2 separate regions of the Zea mays genome follow, and region 1 is linked to region 2. A link is a contact called in public Hi-C data. All regions are on one chromosome and are shown on one strand. The core of a region is the stretch at or near the end of the contact, and the rest is flanking DNA. Distances in the headings are between cores, read along the strand shown.

The links. Hi-C and Micro-C count contacts between places; a contact is called where the count stands out from the background.
Region 1: a Hi-C map of ear shows a contact between it and region 2, with 2.2 times the contacts expected there. The contact joins two enhancer-like sites. A contact is called at or near these places in 2 of 25 Hi-C or Micro-C datasets (ear and tassel).

The regions. Positions count from the first base shown.
Region 1 is chr2:120,948,665-120,951,494 of Zm-B73-REFERENCE-NAM-5.0, reverse strand. No RefSeq gene overlaps it. Among protein-coding and RNA genes, the nearest start is that of LOC103648883, 53 kb to the right of the region's middle. Within about 2 kb of position 1,369, at least 8 of the 20 cell types and tissues checked have an H3K27ac peak or open chromatin away from gene starts, as enhancers often do. A contact at or near this core is called in ear, where this site is marked.
Region 2 is chr2:120,694,089-120,696,930 of Zm-B73-REFERENCE-NAM-5.0, reverse strand. No RefSeq gene overlaps it. Among protein-coding and RNA genes, the nearest start is that of LOC103646909, 15 kb to the right of the region's middle. Within about 2 kb of position 1,315, at least 11 of the 20 cell types and tissues checked have an H3K27ac peak or open chromatin away from gene starts, as enhancers often do. A contact at or near this core is called in ear, where this site is marked.

The DNA.
Region 1 (2,830 bases), core at 120-2,619, 250 kb before region 2:
GACTAAAACTCCAAAGAGTGACACGAGATTGGCGCTAATGGAAGCAGAGCATACGTAAGGCTGACAATGGGCTATAATTTTTGCACTATAAGATTTAAGTATCGAAGCGGGTTAGGATCAGGCTTTATTTCTAGTCATTTTTGAACTATAATTTATTTAGGGCCTTGACATTTTGTGAAGAACTATTTGGATCACGATCCATTACCGTCGCTAGCAAGGTATGGACATACCTGATCAGTACTCAAAGCAATACCACCGGTGCACAAGGATGGAGATCGGCGGTGGCTGACGCCACAATGAACACTTATGTGCTCGGCGTTGCGACGGCCGCGAAGGATCTTGGCAAATATGATGACGGCTGAGAAGGATCACGCCGCCCTCAAAAATCACTCCGGTGTTCACCTCGCCTCCGTTTGACTCTCAACCAAACACTATAGAAAATGTGGCCGCCTCATTCCATCCCTCTTTGTACATTTAACCAAACGCACCCTTAGCAAATACGACATGTGTATTTGGACTGGGGTTGCAACAGAAATATTGCAAAGCATGGTGCGGTGGCGTGATGCGAGTATGGGCTGACCCAGTTCAAATTTTTGGTTTTTTGTGGCGTGTTGGAGATCACAAGAAACTAAGGGATGATATTATGGGGTTCTTTTGGAGATGCTCTAAGGCCATCTCCAGTAGATCTCATATCTTATACCTTATTTCAAACTAAAAGTGTCAAACAGTGTCATCTACAGTTCCGCGTCCCATATTTTACAAGATCCGCCGAAGACAACTTAAGGACTGTACAACCCTATTTAACATAGGGTCTCTTGGAGACTCCAGAATATCAATACACGATTCTTCATATATAATCTCTTAACTACATTTATAATATATGGTTTCAGGGTTGTATCGTATAGTATAGTCTTTTAACTATCTGAAAAGCCAATCTTTTACGTGACCTGATCAACCCAACTATATATATATATACCCTCATAACAATTCTTATGAAAACGGGCTAAATTATTATCTTTTATGTGCCAAACAATAATAGAGTGTTTGATTTGATAAATGAGCTAGTCCGTCATTTTCTCACGCCTCATTTTTTTTATTTGGTTTATGAATGGAATGAGTTGATCCATCACTAGTTCATTCCTTATAATTTGTTAGTTAATACTAATATGGAAAATAAGATCATTACACCAAATTTAATAAATAGATTTATGATACATCACCTCATTTTAAATAGAGTGATTTTTCAAACCAAAGACCTATTAATACTGCCGCTACATCCGTGACCCTGCCGAGTGGTGCATGACCACACGACACGTGGAGCTACAAGCCACCAAACGCTGGCGGGCCTGGAGCTGCTGCTGGCTGGAGGGGTCCCTCCCCTAAATAGCCTCACCCATCTCATCTCGTATATAAACACCACGCCCTGCCCTATACCATCATCATCGCAGGGCGAAAGTAACGCACGAGAGAAGTAGCCACCACCAGGCATCAGCAACAGCTCCTGGCCGTGCTCCTCCCCTAAAATGGCCCGCGCTAGATTAAAATGGGTTTCTAAAATTTAAAGGGGTAGATATAGGGGTAGATCACATAATTAGAAGTCTTCTTCTACCTTCATTTGTATACTCGCAGCACATACGACAGGAGGCAGAGGGCTCTTGACTGCGGGGTGGAGGGCAGAGGGCTCTGGATGCGGCGCCAGCGACGGAGCTCTAGCGAGGTGCAGCGCAGCACTGCAGCGAGCAACATCGGTATGCGACAGTGCTGAGTAATAGTAGCGGCGTAGCTTCGACGACAACAACGGGCAGAAGCGCGAGGGGAGGGCGGCGAGCTGCAGGGCTTCTCCATTCAGTGGCAAGGGAGCAGTAGGGCTGGGAGAGGCGAGCGTGCAAAGTGGAAGAAGGGAGCGAGCGCAGCCCTATTTATAAGTTAGGGATGGGATTTGCAGGCGGCTTAATAGTCATTGAATTAGCACAACGAACCCCACTGAAACGCTCGCGGTGAAGAGCACATTAATGGCGGCAGCACTGGGAGAAGAAGCGGGCGTTCGTGAGTGGAGAAAAGGAAATGAAAACGGACGTGCGGCTTCTGATGCTCGAGGAGGCGAGAGGCGAGGAGACAGAAGAGCCGGCGGCACTCGGCGACCGTGCCGTTACAGCGAGGCCAAGCGACAACTCGATCACTGTGAAGAACGTAGAAGAAGAACAGAAGTGGGACCTGTCTGCTGTGAAAGAAATGAGGGAGAGAGAGAGACACGTGCGATTGGTGGGCTGGGATTTTGGGTCACGAATGCATGCGATTAGCAATTTGTTTCTTTTTTATTTTCATTTACCTTTTTTAACTTAAAACGTACGTGTATATATCCAATAATAATAGTATACTCTATTTAAATATAAATTATTTTAGGGAAAATCCACTAATTAAATAAAATGGACTTCACCAAAAAGAGATAAATAATTAAAATCGAGATTCTTGCAATTAGTTATAAGAAAAAATTATTAGCACTACAAAATAAGTATTTTCCAAATAAAAATATTATTTTACCAATTCATTATTACTTTATAAAATAATATTTTCTCACAAATTATATCGACAAATTGGATTTGAAAATCCACCAAACAAAATACATGCTTTGGCATGAATGCATTAAACACATGAAATTTTATTTATTTAAGAAATTGTTCCATTCATTTATATCACCATTTCATTATTTGAGAACACAAGTATTTTCTTTTCTATTAAAACTAATAAATTAACTAGATTGCTTTTGACTGATGGATTAAGGGTGTTACATTAACCCGTTGCACGCTCGTCCTCTCCGCGCAACCAACCT
Region 2 (2,842 bases), core at 66-2,565:
GCGTGCGGGATCCGCGGGTGGCAGGGGAGAGCGGGGACAGTCTACAGATGACGCTTAATAGTTGTAGAGATTTTAAATTCAAACTTTGTGATAAACAACTCCTCAGTTTGAAATGTACAGTTTGATAATATCAGTGTGAAAGGTATTTATTCTGATTTTTATTTTATTTTATATAGTATTTTTCTCATTTCTTCACTTCTCTTATTTCAAATCCTAATTCTCAATTTAGGATTCAAGCTTTTAATAATTATTATCTTATTATTATTATCCTTATTATTTTATTTAATGGACAAACATATAAAACTCCAATAAGATGCACTTTCTTTTATTTTAGTATCATTGGTTTTAATTAATCACTCTTAATTACCTGTATGCTCTTTTTATGATGCAAATATGGCACACAAAATAAGGAGATCCAATATAATATCACTTTATACATTTTTGGGTATTACAGTGGCGGAGTGCAGAATCATGACGCTCGATCATGCTAAACAAGTGGTACACGTAGAGAAAGATAGGGAGAACTATATGTGGGGCGAATTCCATACCGTGAGTTATGCGGCAGGGTGATTTGACAGTCAGACGACGGAGAGTAGAGTGCCAGCCATGGTGGATGGCAGCGGCTGCAACCAGCCCATGAACAACGATGATGAAGCCTGATGAGACTCCCCGTTGGAGCATCCGGCGAGCACCGCATTCGCCAGCCCCGACCATATTGCCACGAACCCTTGTCATCCCGAGTCCGGGTCCCCTGGTTCATCACTACCGGCCGGCGGTGTCTCTCAATTGTGGCTCTCTCTCTCTCTTATTCTCTGCTTGCGGCAACAAGACTTTCTCGGCTTACGGCAATGGCGAGGACTCGTGGTTCTCCGTCGTGGGTACACGCAGCTCTATTTGATGGCCTACAGGGTGCGTGGGCAGTCATATATGTATCCTAGGCAGTGGTGGCCCCGAGGGTGGGCAGAGGGGCAGTTGTTCTGGGCCCCTGAATTCGTAGGGCCTAATTCTAGTCATATGATCAAATAGCACATCAACAAAATAATAAATATCTAAACACGTTAGAAAAAAAATTAAAGTGATATTATAATATATATATACTTTTATTTACTTATTATTTGATATAAATATTTTTAAATGTATTTTGAGTGTTTAATTAGTAACATTTATATATTAAAAATAATTTGAAGGGTCTCTGTTTAAAATCTTGTCCCGGGCACCTAAAATGATAGGACCGTCACTGATCCTAGGGAAGGGTGCTCGGCTGGTAGAGTGAAAAGTGCGGTTAGTTTGGAGTTGGTAAACTAACCCCGGTTATCATGGATCCTCGGCTTAGGTCGTTTAACAGAATTGAATATCCGTATAGGAGATGGGGCTGTCATCTGGGCCACACAGCAGTGCAAAAAAAACTAAGATGATGAAGTCATTCGCGGCTGGATGATTAAAAGAAAAAAATCACAATGCATGGACCACGTGAAGGGAGGAGTGGTCGAGTGGTCTCAGATGTGATAGGCTGCTCGGCTAAAGGAAGATTCCTTTCTTCTTTTCTATGTTAAATTTCAAATTCAAACGTAAGTTTGAATAGCAAATTTCAAAACGCACAAACAAACTCCAGCATGCAAAGCAAAAGTTTTTATTTTATTTCTATTAATTAATTATTTAGACAATGCTTCTAAATATACAACTCATACACACAAAATAATATGTTTTCATAAAATATTTCGAATATTCATAATACTTTCTAATGTATAATCTCCATTAAGGGATACCTTTAACTTGAAACTTTTAAAAAGTCTCTACATATATAATTCGTGAGGGCATAAATTCACTCTAATAAATTAAGAGTCTTTAATTTGGTCTTTACTAAAAGAAGGTTCCTAAACACAAAGTTATTTTTTAAGAATAGTCCATGAGTTCAATATTTGATGATGTTATCTCTAGTTTTCAAAGTTTAATTCTAAGCTTCGAGCTACCCACAAGTTTAATATTACAATTTATGTTCTTTAGGGAAATGTATTTTGAAAAGAAAGGAATTTACTCTTAAGGTACACTCTAACTCATTTTCTTTGGGAGAAAATCCCCAAAATAGGATTTTGGGTGTTACAAATTCTACCTTTCAAGCTTAACTTGTCTCAAAAATTTGAGTACAAATGCAAACATAGAAGAATTCGAGCATGATATGCATTTTTTCTATATTTATTTATTTGTTGTTTAAACAATATAATTCTATTAATTGAATATGCACAAATAAGTAATCTCCAACAGTTCCATAATCCTAAAACCCTACACAATAATATTTATACATTTATATCATTATTATTATTTTTTTCTCTGATACAATTTTTTGGGCTTTACACCAAAGGCCGTTGAAATAAATCAAACGGCCTCGAAGACAGAAAATGAGACAACAACTTCACAGCTCTCTGCAGGTATGGCAGACAGTCCGGCTATAAAGGCCGGACCATCCGCAGATGACACGGACCGTCCGACTCTCGAGTCCGGACCATCCGCACCACACCAGGACACCTCCAATGACGTGCTGACGCCCATAGAGGAGGACTACCTACTAGGAGAAGACCTGGTCGACTACGAAGCTTCTCCAGAGCACCCAGGTATGGACATAAATGTTATTACGTTTTTCGCCGATTGTACTATTGTCGGCGACGATGAACCTGTCGTTGCTCAGTTCAACTTTGGTCCTAAAGAGGCCGCCTTCACTAAACCAAAGGAATCAGTAAACTATTTAAAGCAGCTCTTTGTGCGCGGTCACATTGATGGGATACCGATTGCTAAAATGTTGGTAGACGGGGGGCGACCGTAAATCTAATGCCTTATTCATTATACA